Regions from separate parts of the Pan troglodytes genome. Here all the other regions are linked to region 2. A link is a contact called in public Hi-C and HiChIP or PLAC-seq data. All regions are on one chromosome and are shown on one strand. Each heading gives the region's core, a stretch centred on a gene start, on an enhancer-like site or on the middle of the called end of the contact. The rest is flanking DNA. Distances are from core to core; before and after follow the strand shown. Region 1 has its middle 120 kb from the start of SMIM20. Region 2 holds the start of RBPJ (recombination signal binding protein for immunoglobulin kappa J region). Region 3 holds the start of SMIM20 (small integral membrane protein 20).

Region 1 (4,679 bases), core at 1,053-3,552, 290 kb before region 2:
GAGAGGGGACAGGCCTGGGTGATTTCACACAGAGAGGGGACGGGCCTGAGTGATTTTACATAGAGAGGGGACGGGCCTGGGTGATTTTACATAGAGAGGGGACGGGCCTGGGTGATTTTATATAGAGAGGGGACCGGCCTGGGTGATTTTACATAGAGAGGGGACGGGCCTGGGTGATTTCACATAGAGAGGGGATGGGCCTGGGTGATTTCACACAGAGAGGGGATGGGCCTGGGTGATTTCACACAGAGAGGGGACGGGCCTGGGTGATTTTACATAGAGAGGGGACGGGCCTGGGTGATTTTATATAGAGAGGGGAAACGGGCCTGGGTGATTTTACATAGAGAGGGGACGGGCCTGGGTGATTTTACATAGAGAGGGGACGGGCCTGGGTGATTGCATAGAGAGGGGATGGGCCTGGGTGATTTTACATAGAGAGGGGATGGGCCTGGGTGATTTTACATAGAGAGGGGATGGGCCTGGGTGATTTCACACAGAGAGGGGACGGGCCTGGGTGATTTTACATAGAGAGGGGACGGGCCTGGGTGATTTTATATAGAGAGGGAATGGGCCTGGTGATTTTATATAGAGAGGGGATGGGCCTGGGTGATTTTATATAGAGAGGGGATGGGCCTGGGTGATTTTACATGGAGAGGGGACGGGCCTGGGTGATTGCATAGAGAGAGGGGACGGGCCTGGGTGATTTTACATAGAGAGGGGACGGGCCTGGGTGATTGCATATAGAGAGGGGACGGGCCTGGGTGATTTTATATAGTGAGGGGACGGGCCTGGGTGATTTTATATAGAGAGGGGAAACGGGCCTGGGTGATTTTACATAGAGAGGGGATGGGCCTGGGTGATTTTACATAGAGAGGGGACGGGCCTGGGTGATTTTACATGGAGAGGGGATGGGCCTGGGTGATTTTATATAGTGAGGGGACGGGCCTGGTGATTTTATATAGAGAGGGGACGGGCCTGGGTGATTTTTTATAGAGAGGGGATGGGCCTGGGTGATTTTACATGGAGAGGGGACGGGCCTGGGTGATTGCATAGAGAGAGGGGACGGGCCTGGGTGATTTTACATGGAGAGGGGACGGGCCTGGGTGATTTTATATAGAGAGGGGACGGGCCTGGGTGATTTTATATAGAGAGGGAATGGGCCTGGTGATTTTATATAGAGAGGGGACGGGCCTGGGTGATTTTACATGGAGAGGGGACGGGCCTGGATGATTGCATAGAGAGAGGGGACGGGCCTGGGTGATTTTACATGGAGAGGGGACGGGCCTGGGTGATTGCATAGAGAGAGGGGACGGGCCTGGGTGATTTTACATAGAGAGGGGACGGGCCTGGGTGATTTTACATGGAGAGGGGACGGGCCTGGGTGATTTTATATAGTGAGGGGACGGGCCTGGGTGATTTTACATAGAGAGGGGACGGGCCTGGGTGATTGCATAGAGAGAGGGGACGGGCCTGGGTGATTTTATATAGAGAGGGGACGGGCCTGGGTGATTTTACATGGAGAGGGGACGGGCCTGGGTGATTTTACATAGAGAGGGGACGGGCCTGGGTGATTTTATATAGAGAGGGGACGGGCCTGGGTGATTTTACATAGAGAGGGGATGGGCCTGGGTGATTTTACATAGAGAGGGGACGGGCCTGGTGATTTTACATAGAGAGGGGACAGGCCTGGTGATTTTATATAGAGAGGGGAAACGGGCCTGGGTGATTTTACATAGAGAGGGGACGGGCCTGGTGATTTTATATAGAGAGGGGACGGGCCTGGGAGATTTTATATAGTGAGGGGACGGGCCTGGTGATTTTACATAGAGAGGGGATGGGCCTGGGTGATTTTAGATAGAGAAGGGATGGGCCTGGGTGATTTTATATAGAGAGGGGATGTGCCTGGGTGATTTTATATAGTGAGGGGATGGACCTGGGTGATTTTATATAGAGAGGGGACGGGCCTGGGTGATTTTATATAGTGAGGGGATGGGCCTGGTCATTTTACATAGAGAGGGGACGGGCCTGGTGATTTTATATAGAGAGGGGACGGGCCTGGGTGATTTTATATAGTGAGGGGACGGGCCTGGTGATTTTACATAGAGAGGGGATGGGCCTGGGTGATTTTATATAGAGAAGGGATGGGCCTGGGTGATTTTATATAGAGAGGGGATGGGCCTGGGTGATTTTACGTGCGGATGCAGAGGAGGGGCAGCGTCGGGGAGGCGGAGTCCGACCTCGGGGGATTCACCCTGAGGGTTGCCGGCGAGGCCGCTCCAGACACGCAGGACCTGCCGGGCGCCACCCAGGAGGGGGCAGCAGCGCCATTCGCAAAGCCGGCCGGCCCCGCTTCGCTCTCAGGCTCAGGGCTGCGGAGACGGGAATCGCGGCTTCCCCTGGAAGGGGCGTCCCAGGGGACCTCCGCCAGGCCAGGGAAACCCGGCCTCCGGGCCTGGGTGAACGTGCCTTCCAGACCATCCTGGCAGGCCGCTGCTCCCCAGAGGCCTAAGGCGCTTGGGACAGCCTCCCACTCTACTCCTGAATCTCTCCTCCATCCCGGCCGGCCCCCACCCACCCCTGGTGGAACGGAGACCCCACGTCTTGCTCAGGACCTTCGCCACAAGGCCTCCCTACTCTGCCGCAGTGAGCCCTGCCAGGGAGGCAGAGCAGCAGAGCCCACCCTGCCACCGCCGCAGGGGCCCTCCCCAGGCTGGCCCTGCTGTCCCAAGGACTCATAGTCACCAGGCTGTACAAATATATCTCCTACAGCACATCGGATGCGAAGGGAAAACGGAGGATCACTATATTGCTTAGAACTAATCTGGTCTTTCTCTTCTGAGCCTCACCCACTAGTTAGTGGGATGGGAGGATAAATGAGATGTCCAATCCAGTTAAACTTCGAGCTGATATTTTAAACCCTGCAGATAGTGCTGGGTCTTTAGGAAAAGCGCTCAGTGTCTCTGAGAGCTGCTGCTTGCTCTGTCTCTCACTGCGGAGGCAGGGATATGGGGAGCGAGGGGGCTTTCCCCGCCGTGGCAGCAGAGCAGTGGGTTCCTTGGTCCCATGAAGGTCCCTGGCTGTGTGCCAGCTGCTGCCTGCTGGTCTTTGGGGAGACGTCCTTTTGTGGCCTGTGTCGTGCTGGACCTCCTGGCCTCCAGTACTGAATGTGTGGCCCATTCTTCCAGCCCAGGCAGTGCCCCGAGTGGGCTGCAGCCCCAGAGCTCTCCCCGTATCCCCCAGTGGCTCTCCAGTCTGTTCGTGGGGAGGTCCAGCCCTTGGGCGTGACCGGGCGGTCACCTTGTCTCATAACAGCAAGCTCACTGGTGGGTCCACTGGTTCCCGACTCAGCATCTGTGCCCCGTGGGACTGAAGGGAGCTCTGGGAAGCCCCCAGGCTGACCATAACGCAGCTCCTTTCCGGGGCTGCAGCCTGGGTTCTTAGGGGGCAGCTTGTGAAGTGGCTTCCTCTCGGAGTCCTGAAGGGTGACGTCTCTAACGCTGTCCCTCTGCGGGCCCAGAGATGGGAAAGCCAGGTCTTCCATCAACTCTGTTGATGTCTTGGCTATTCTCAGCCAGTCCACGTCCTTCTCTTTTTAAAAGATTCCCAGGTACAGAAAAAGCACGGTGGGCTTTCCCTTGACTTCTTTCTCTCCACATTTCCTCCTTCCAGACTCCCCTGAACGCTTAGTGACTGGCTTTGGTATCGAGCTGTGTATTTTGGAAATCCCTAGCTCAGTGCTTTAGGATTCACCTTGAAATACCAAGGGAAGAGGAAGAAGAATTTGAAAAATCCCGTCTCAGAATAATGGTCTGGCCTCTCAGGCAGGAACTTTCTGCATAACCTTATTTTGAATGACCAAAGCTCAGCATTGCCTGGGTGTCTCTTGGGATTCCTCCTGTAACCGAGTTGAATCTGCCCACAATTTTCCCCTCTCCCCATCTCATCACGCCTCCTCCCCCTGCAGCCAGATATCAAGGGAGAACAGGGAGAGTGGGAACCGGAAGAGAAAGCATGTTACTGCCTTGAAATGGGATCCCCCTTCCCCTGTCTTGCAGTCTGAAGAACTCTGTTCTCATCAGGTCCAAATCACTTAGATTTTCTTCTTTCTCTTATTGTTCTGTTAAAGCTCCAGCTATCTATCTCTACTCTCATCACTCCCCAGCACACCCCAGTCCACCCTACATACAGTATCGTCTCCAGTCCTGCACCTTCAGGTAAGGACCACGCTTTGTCTGATTCTTCGGATGCACAGCCCATGTTTTCACATTGCCATGCCATTGCTGCGCCGTGTCCCCACCTGAATTTTCTATCTTCCAGTCCTTTTTCAAGGCTCATCTCAGTATCACTTCCTATGAGAAATCTTTCTCAAGTTTACTAAGTCAGATGAGACTTCTCCCTCCTCTAAGGCCTGCACCACTCTGAATCTCTCACATCCTGCCTTGTATTTAGATATGTGTGTATTTATTGCCCAGCTAGGCTGGGATCACTCGCTCAGCTACATATCTTCTGTACGGTTGTGGATTAAATTAAATCAAATATGACGCTGGACATGGTGGCTCAGGCCTGTAATCCTAGCACTTTGAGAGGCCGAGGTGGGCGGATCACCTGAGGTCAGGAGTTCGAGACCAGCCTGGTTAACGTGGTGAAACCCTGTCTCTACTAAAAAAAAACACAAAAAA
Region 2 (4,178 bases), core at 170-2,669:
ACGTGGCTGATTGAAGAATTTACGTAATCAGGAACTCATTGGATGAATGATCCAAAAGGAAGGGCTGCATTTAAAACAGTAGTCACTATAGCACCTGCCGCAGCAATACGTAAAATGGAATATTGCAATAAAAATACGGAAAGGTGACGGAAAGCAAAAAAGCCATATTAGTGGGAGGAAAAAACAGAAACTGATTTGTAAGATTACTTCAAAAGGCTAAGAAGAGACTGACAAGAAATTTTAAAAATCGTGTCCTTAAACGGGAGCAAGAATCTATACAAGGCAACAAGGCGAGGGCGCAGAGCTGTTTATTTATTTATTTATTTATTTTTCTACCCAGCTCACAGGGCCAGCGGGTAGATTAGAAAGAAAACAACCAATTGCTGCCAGGCGCGGTGGCTCACGCGTGTAATCCCAGCACTTTGGGAGGCCGAGGCGGGCGGATCACGAGGTCAGGAGATCGAGACCATCCTGACTAACATGGTAAAACTCCGTCTACTAAAAAATAGAAAAAATTAGCCGGGCGTGGTGGCGGGCGCCTGTAGTTCCAGCTACTCAGGAGGCTGCGGCAGGAGAATGGCGTGAATCCAGGAGGCGGAGCTTGCAGTGAGCCGAGATCGCGCCACTGCACTCTAGCCTAGGCGACAGAGCAAGACTCCGTCTCAAAAAAAAAAAAAAAAAAAAAGAAACCAATTGCTAAAGTAGAGTAGCTAAGGAATCAGAACTTGTTTCAAAGTAAGCGAAGTAGTGGCCAGACTAGGTGACTCAAGGCATGACTCAAACCCGACTCTGGGGGCTGTCTGTCAGCTCCCGGAGGCGGGGGCGCGGTGTCTAACACGTTTTAGGAAAGTACCAGGCTTGTGGAGGGCGACAGGAAACCTCCCCGGGAGATCGGCCTGGGGCTCCTCCTTCCCTAGAGCCTGACCTCTCACTCTCCGTACAGGCAGCGACTTCCAACCTCCTGGCTTCCCCTTCCTCCGTTCGAGGCTCCCCACCCCTCGTCTTCCATCCAGCGTCACAGGGCGTGTGCGTGTTGTGTGCGAGACGTGGGTCTCCTCCCCCGCCGCCCTCCGCCCCGTGCTCCCAGCCACGCGCCTTCCCGCCCCGCCTCCGCGGCAAGCCGCTCCCTTCCCACCCCGCCCGCGCCCGCCGCCCGCCGCCCGCCGCCCGCCTCCCGGGCACGCGCTGCACGAACGGCGCCCGGAGCTGGTCTAGGCAAACACCTGTCCTGCCTTGGCTCCGCGAGATTTGGGGCGAAAGCTTAGGCAACAGGGGGCACGTTCTCGCGAGGTTTAGGAAATTTCCCACGGCCGTGTTGTGTCTGAGCCGAGTAGTGGAAGGCGGTGGGAAGGAGGTGTAGCGTGAGACTGGACTGCCCGCATTGGGTACATGCGCAGTGCCGCTCGCGCGGCCCGCGCCAATCCTGCAGCGCCTTCAACAGGTTTCGGGCGGCGAATTCCAGTTCTCCGGGTTTTGGGGCTCCCTGCGGGAGGCAGTGCTGGATCTGGGAATCTCTAGGAAAGGAAAGGGCAAAGGAGGGGAAAGATGGGGGGCTGCAGGTAGGAGGAGGGGGCGGGGTTCGGGCCCTTCACCCTGCTGTTCCATGCCCCGTGGGGCCAGGTTTGCCCGGGGGCTTCCGGGATCAGGCCGCCTGAAGCGCGATTCGGGCAGCCGGCAGTGTCCTCGGCTGTGCCAGGCCCTCGGGTGGCCCGGTTCCCTGTGCAGTAGTGGTCTCAACACACACCTGGGCTCACACACGGTGGTGGCTGCGATGGGGTCTTAGAGAGGCCATGCAGCACGCGAGCGGCAAGAGCTTTGATCGGGTCCTCTGGCCAGACTCGGAGGTGGGAGAATGTGGCTCTCAATTCCAAGGCAGTTTTCCCTTCTGGAGAGAACTACTCCGCGCTCTGGCGTGTGTCTGCGAGGTGGCCATTAGGGGTGTCTTTGCTAGAGGCCTTGGCTTGACCTCATTTCACACCCAAGGAGAACGCTAAGGCGAGAGAGCTCAACTGCAAAAGTTTTCCGCTTGAGGAGCTCTGGAAGGGCCTCCTCATTAGCATGGGGGGGTGTAATGAATGAAGACAGTCCCCGACGTGTCACTTGCCCGAACCCCAGACATCTCTGGCGCTCCTGCACCAAACGCCGAGATTAGCATAAAGGAGGAGCCCAGGGAACGTTTGAATGAATGAAAAGAGCTGGGAACCCAGAGTGAGCGGGAAGCCGCTTGGAAAACACCCATTGAGGAGGTGTTTCATCTAGGCCTGTGAAACGCAGCCCATTTTCCCAGGACCCCTCCTCCCTTCTCCTCGGCCCCGCCTCCTGACCCCTCCATTCCTCGTCCCCGTAGTAATCCCCTCCGGTTTTCCTCAGTCTCCACGTACGTCCCTCAAGGCGCGTCCCAAAACCCGGATAACCGGAGCGCTCCCCATGGACCACACGGAGGGCTCGCCCGCGGAGGAGCCGCCTGCGCATGCTCCATCGCCTGGGTAGGTTTCCAGGGAAGGCAGCGAGCAGGATCCCCTAGTCTGCGGGCGGCGCGAGGCGTCTGGCTCTTCGCGGCGGCGGCGAGGGGAAAGGGAGCGCGGGGGCTGGGTGGAATCGAGGAGTGAGGAAAAAGGGAAGGGGCGGGGGAGAGGGACCAGGGAAGGCGTCGGGGGGAATCTCGCGAGGGTTGGAGTTTTGGCGAGAGTTTGTGGAAGATGGCGCCTGTTGTGACAGGGTAAGTCTGAGGGAATCGGAGCGCCGGGAACCGGGAAAGTTGCGGGCGTCTGGCAGCTCACGGCGGGCAGCGGGTTCGGGGGCCGCGGCGCGCTTGGCGTTCGGGGGCCCGCGGGGGCGGCGTCGCGTGCGCCGAGCGCGGCGGCGGCGGCGTGTGGCCGTGCGCTGCCGCTCTGCGCTGCCGTGGCTCAGGCTCCAGCGCGTGAGGGCGGGCGGCGGCGGCGGCGGCGGCGAGGCCGGCGGGTGCGGGCGTGAGTGCGGCCGGGCGCGCGGGGCCCTCGGGCGCCGTGCCTCCCGCGCGCCTCCAGCGGGCTCTGCCTGGGGGCCCCGTGCATCTTTGTTCCTCGCGGCCGTTGTCGCCGCCTCGCCCCGCTAGTGCCCCCGGCCCCGGGCGCTTTGTCTTTCACCGCTACCCCCTGCGACTCTCTATCCCCGGCCCTTTGTTTCGCCGCCTTGGGCGCTTTGTCCGACCCGTGGCGTCCCGCATCCCCTCTCCATCTCCTCCCCTCCGCTGTCCTTCCTCCCGTGCCCCTTTGTTGTGCCACACTCTTGTCGTTAGCCCAGTGACCTGCCACAGCCCGGGCACCAGATTTCTGCCTTAATTGTTCTTCCATTGTCTTTCTCCTGTGGGTCCCCTCTCACCTTTCTGTATGGTCCTGGATCACCCCCCGACGCTTTGTCTCCCCCATCCACGGGCTTATTCTCTCGGCACCCCCTTCCTCTCCCGTCATCGGTTGATTTATCCACAACCCACGGTGTACGTCTGCTGAACTGTCTCAGCCCCGGGGACTCCGTCTGCTGCTTCTAAGTGCACACAAGACTCTACGGTTTGTTGTTGTTTTGTGGGTCTGAAAGATGCATGGGATACTTAGTTTTCTCCTCCGCACCTCTTTTTCTCGGGATTTCTTGTACCCTCCCGCCCCCCTATCGCCACCCCTTTCTCTCGGGATTAAAGCGTCTCCAATTTTCATCGCCGTCTTTTTAGTGCCGTGGGTTGTTTTGCTTGGAAACAGTAGCCTTGGAAAAAGATCTGGTCTCTTGGTGGTTCTTGCGCCCCCCGGCCCCCGCCCCGCTCCTGGTTCCTGACGGCGTAGGCCAAGGGCAGCTGTCTGTCGAAGCTTTGCAATCTAGGCTGCCTGAGGTTGATTGGAGGGTATCGTAGGACGGTTAGGAGGAGGCTCAAGATGTATATATGTGTTTTTCTGTTAGTGTTTGAGAATAGTTTCAGATAGCCACAATGGATATTCATTTGGCGTGTGAGTAGGAGTTGAGTGAATTTCCATGTTAAAAACTTGTGAGTGTTGGGGCGGAGAATTTCAGCATTTTCTAGAAATCTGGATTTAGAATTTATCAGTAACTTCTGCCTCATAAGGAAAAGGAGAGGCATTCCGCTTGGGAATTTTATATAAATGTTTTATTTTTTCTTAATCATTAGATAGTTTACAGTTCTGTGCTTTTTG
Region 3 (4,114 bases), core at 1,409-3,908, 410 kb before region 2:
CCGCATCACGATGCTCTCTGTTCTCCTGGCAACGCTCCTTACTGGCTTGCAGGTGCCCGTGAGCAGGGCTTGGCTGGCCATCCTGCCAAGCTTGCTCATGGAGACAGCAAGATCTCATGGAGGAGCATTTCAGATCAGACATCACAAGAGCTAAGACCTCGGCCAATGCTGTGTGACCTCAGGAGAGTTCTGGTCTCTGGCTGTCAGTGACCAGATCTATAAAATAGAGTAATCCTTGCCTTGCAGCTCAGTAATCCTTGCCTTGCAGCTCCAAGTGGAGTCACATCCTCAGAGATTTTATCTGGAACTCCTTCTGTTGTAAAAGACAGAACCTAACTCAAACTGGCTTCAGAGAAAGGGGGACTCTATTGCTCATGTTACTGAGCAGTCTAGGGGTAGAGCTCTTCTGAGATACAGCTGGCACAAATGCAACACTAGCATCTGATTTCTCCCCACCTCTCAGCCCTCCTTCTGCTGTACTGACTTCCTTTTCTGTCCCTAAATGATGGCCCCCAGTAGCTCGAGTCTCATTCGCTCAAGTTCAAATCCAACTTTCCAGTAGCTGGAATAGACTATGGTTGGCTCAGCTTGGGTCATGTGGCCAGGAGGATGCAACTACATTAGGTGTTCAGGACTGATTCCTAATCAATACTAACCTCAAGACTGAGTCCTGGGTGCCAACCAATCCCTGTGACGAGGAAGCTTGGTCAGGCCCTTATGCTTAACTTTCAGAGCTGGGAAGAAGTAGGATGAGGATGGGGAGTCCTAGCTTATCTCATGGACCAAGAGTAGGAAAAGAGTGGGTCCCAGAAAGATACTTGGGGTACTATTCACAGAAAAAAGGGAAGTGGCCACAGGGCTGATAAAATGACGATGCCCACTACACCTGGGTATTTTCTTTCTTTTTGTTTTTTGTTTCTTTTGAGACGGAGTCTCACTCTGTCACCCAGGCTGGAGTGCAGTGGAGCGATCTCGGCTCACTGCAAGCTCTGCCTCCCAGGTTCCAGCTATTCTCCTGCCTCAGCCTCCCAGGTAGCTGGGACTACAGGCGTGCACCACCACGCCCGGCTAATTTTTTTGTGTTTTTAGTAGAGACAGGGTTTCACCATGCTGGCCAGTCTGGTCTCGAACTCCTGACCTCATGATCCACCCACCTCAGCCTCCCAAAGTGCTAGGATTACAGGCATGAGCCACTGTCCACAGCCCTCACCTGGGTATTTTCTATCGTGTGATATAAAGCTGGTGTCACAGTTCCCTCTGTGCTATGAAGTCTTCTGTCCTCATCCTATCAAGCTCCTGTAAGTGCCCGAGGAGCAGCTGCCACACTGCAGTCATCTGTCTTCCTCCTCTGAATTTCTGTAGCCCGCAGGACCATAACACGTGTCGGCAGCAGGCAATGTCGGTCATTAGTTATTTTTTATAGATATGTTCTATCTCTTCATCTATGCGACAGGATCCTAGAGAGCAGGGGTCACATCTTATTCATCTTTGTGTCCCCTTAGCACTCTGCCTGGTGTTTGGGGCATGGCAGATAGTCCATGAATCTGGGGAGAGATTGAATAACTGATTTACATGCTTCTAGAGCCACAGAGGTAGACAGTAGCTTGATGCAACTACAAGATTACAAAGAAAGAGGAAACCTGTCCTCTCCAAGCTATTTTGAAACGCTTGTAGATCTGTTGTGGCCTAAATAATGCTGCTAGGGTCAAGACAGATATCCTCTTTGCTCCCCAGGCCCAGCTGCTGGCATGATTCCTATTTATAAAGGCATGGAGGCCCAAGGAATCTGTGTCTCAGCTGCCCAGTATCCCTGGGCAGGTCATAGTCAGGCACAGCCCACTTGTAAGGGCAGTGTGGTGCAGAGGGCGGAGGATGGCAACTTGAGGAAGAGGAAAGAGGTATCTGTTCTCGGTGGCCCCCACCCAGACAATACGGAAGCGCCCCGTGGCCCCATGGATGGGACCGGATGCTGGCTCTCTGCCTTGGCCAAGGCATCCCAGCACAGGGAACAGGGAGAGAGGATGGGATGGAGGGAGAGAGGATGGGATGGAGAAAGAGAGTAGCTCGGATGCTGAAACAACGTTCCTCCTAGGCTAGTCTTGGTGCAGAAGCCCCGCAGCTCCGGTTTTAGAATCCCCCAGCAGGCCCTCTCGGGCCAGAGATTTGCCCCTTTGTCTCTGATACGTACAAACCTCCCTCAAGAAGGACGAGTGACTCGTCCAAAGCCGCGCAGCGGAGCCGCGGTTCCCTCTCCTGTAAACTAAGCAGACTGATAAAAGGATTAATTGCGCGAGCGACAGAGAGCATCTGGCGCACGGCGGACAGTCGCTAAATAAGAAATTAACGGGGGATGGACGAGAAAGCCGGCTGGTAAAGAAGGCGATGGTAAAGGAGGTCTGGAGGGTGCTGAGGGAGGAACCGGGCCGAAGGAAGGAAAGTAGACAGAACAGGGCCCGCGGGAATCGAGTGCAGCAAAACAGCTCCAACCTCAATCCAATGCCAGCGTCCGGCCCGCACAGCACGGAATCCCGGGGAAGGCGGAGGGCGGGGTCCGAGGCCCCGCCTGTGACCCCACCCCTTTCCTGGCCCCGCCCCCAGCCTTGAGGCCCCGCCTCTGACTCCACCCCTGTCTCTTTCTCCGCTCCGCCCCTCCTCCTCGTCCCTCCCTCAAGGCCCGGAAGCGAAAGCCTCTCCACCTCTTCCGAGCGGGGTCACGGCCCGGCCGTCGGTAACCTGGTTTCCGAGAGTGCCGGGCGGTCGGCGGGTCAGGGCAGCCCGGGGCCTGACGCCATGTCCCGGAACCTGCGCACCGCGCTCATTTTCGGCGGCTTCATCTCCCTGATCGGCGCCGCCTTCTATCCCATCTATTTCCGGCCCCTAATGAGATTGGAGGAGTACAGTGAGTGATCTCTAACCCCTTGCGGTGACCTGACTCCCCAACACACACACCTCCCCTCTGTGAGCTCCACGTGGTGCCGTGGAAAGAACTTGGCTCGAGGGTTAGGGAGAGCCGGGTTCGAATCCTGCCATGTGCAGCTTTGTGACCGTGGACAAGTTGCTCAACCTCTAGGACTCTCAGTATCCTCATCTGTGAATGTTTATGGCTACGTCATCTATGCTAAAATGCCGAGCCTCCTGTGAGACTCAGGTGATCATGTATATGAAAGCAGTCCTCACATAAGTTGACGCTAAGTACCAGTTCATATTTACAGTTAAAATTCACTGAATGCCTATTATACGTCAGGTTAGGCATATGTTGGATCGTTTCATTTGCACAAGCTCACCTTGAAGTATATATGTAAAACATGCCCATTTTACAAATGAGGGAACTGAGAGGCTCAGAGGATTTATAACGTTCCCAAGGTCACACAGCAAGTAAGTGACAAGGCAAATATATCCAACCCCAGGCCTCTGTCCAGAGCCTTCTCCAAGCACCCAGGCTGGGAATGGTGACTGGGGGAGCCAGATGGAACCCTTATCCTCCTGAGTGGAAAGGTGCTTTTACTGCACTTCATTTCCACTCCCAAAGATGTTTTTTGAGTGTGACTGTTTCAAACCCAAACGGTTAACCTGGGGTTTTTAGTGTTTTCTCTTCTTTTTCCTCAAATTGTTTTTCCGATTCTGCTGGTTTCCTTCGTTTTAAGCCGATTGCTCACATGGTAATGGTGAAATCCTGGGAGTAATTTTCCTTCTTAATCATTCCAGTCCTATCATTCTAAAAGCCAAACTCTTCTTCCTTGAGACCTATACCTCAGCAAGGATTAGCACTTTGATACATCTGAAACCATCTGTCAGACAGAAAATATTAGGCATTAGAGGCTCATTTTGTTCACCAGGAAACCCGAATCATCTTGAAGATGGAAGAGGGCCAACCCTGTCCCTTGGGAATATTAACGGACACTGAAAGCTTGGCGAATTGAAGGCGAAAGCTCCGTGTAAATGTTCTGCCCATTACAAATGTTGCAGCAGTCGATTTCTGGAGGCAGAGTGTTTTAAGTGCACACTCAGATTTCCTTGTAGCTTCTTTTCATTAGCCAAGACTGAAATGGCCACTATGTTCTGCCTTCCAGCTTATCTGCATGCACCATGCGTGGGAGTAAGGTGGGCTGTGTGA

What was found. Hi-C and Micro-C count contacts between places; a contact is called where the count stands out from the background. HiChIP or PLAC-seq counts read pairs in DNA pulled down with a chosen protein or histone mark.
Region 1: a contact with region 2 is called in a Hi-C map of stem cell-derived neural progenitor cells, with 5 times the contacts expected there. The contact joins the enhancer-like site here to the promoter of RBPJ in region 2. A contact is called at or near these places in 2 of 7 Hi-C or Micro-C datasets (blood and stem cell-derived neural progenitor cells) and 1 of 1 datasets of contacts at active chromatin or transcription factors (stem cell-derived excitatory neurons).
Region 3: an H3K4me3 HiChIP or PLAC-seq map of stem cell-derived excitatory neurons shows a contact between it and region 2, with 5 times the contacts expected there. The contact joins the promoter of SMIM20 here to the promoter of RBPJ in region 2. A contact is called at or near these places in 1 of 7 Hi-C or Micro-C datasets (stem cell-derived neural progenitor cells) and 1 of 1 datasets of contacts at active chromatin or transcription factors (stem cell-derived excitatory neurons).

Annotation. Positions count from the first base shown.
Region 1 is chr3:26,490,744-26,495,422 of NHGRI_mPanTro3-v2.0_pri, forward strand. No RefSeq gene overlaps it. Among named protein-coding and RNA genes, the nearest start is that of SMIM20, 120 kb to the left of the region's middle. Within about 2 kb of position 2,303, at least 9 of the 24 cell types and tissues checked have an H3K27ac peak or open chromatin away from gene starts, as enhancers often do. A contact at or near this core is called in stem cell-derived neural progenitor cells, where this site is marked.
Region 2 is chr3:26,782,869-26,787,046 of NHGRI_mPanTro3-v2.0_pri, forward strand. It overlaps RBPJ (recombination signal binding protein for immunoglobulin kappa J region), which reads left to right and starts at 1,420. Exons shown (of 12, transcript XM_001166354.7): 1 at 1,420-1,844; 2 at 2,371-2,486. The coding sequence starts at 1,791.
Region 3 is chr3:26,370,774-26,374,887 of NHGRI_mPanTro3-v2.0_pri, forward strand. SMIM20 (small integral membrane protein 20) reads left to right here and starts at 2,659. Exons shown (of 3, transcript XM_024356026.3): 1 at 2,659-2,899. The coding sequence starts at 2,791. It overlaps LOC107974217 (a long non-coding RNA gene), which reads right to left and starts at 2,587. Exons shown (of 4, transcript XR_010156500.1): 1 at 2,488-2,587.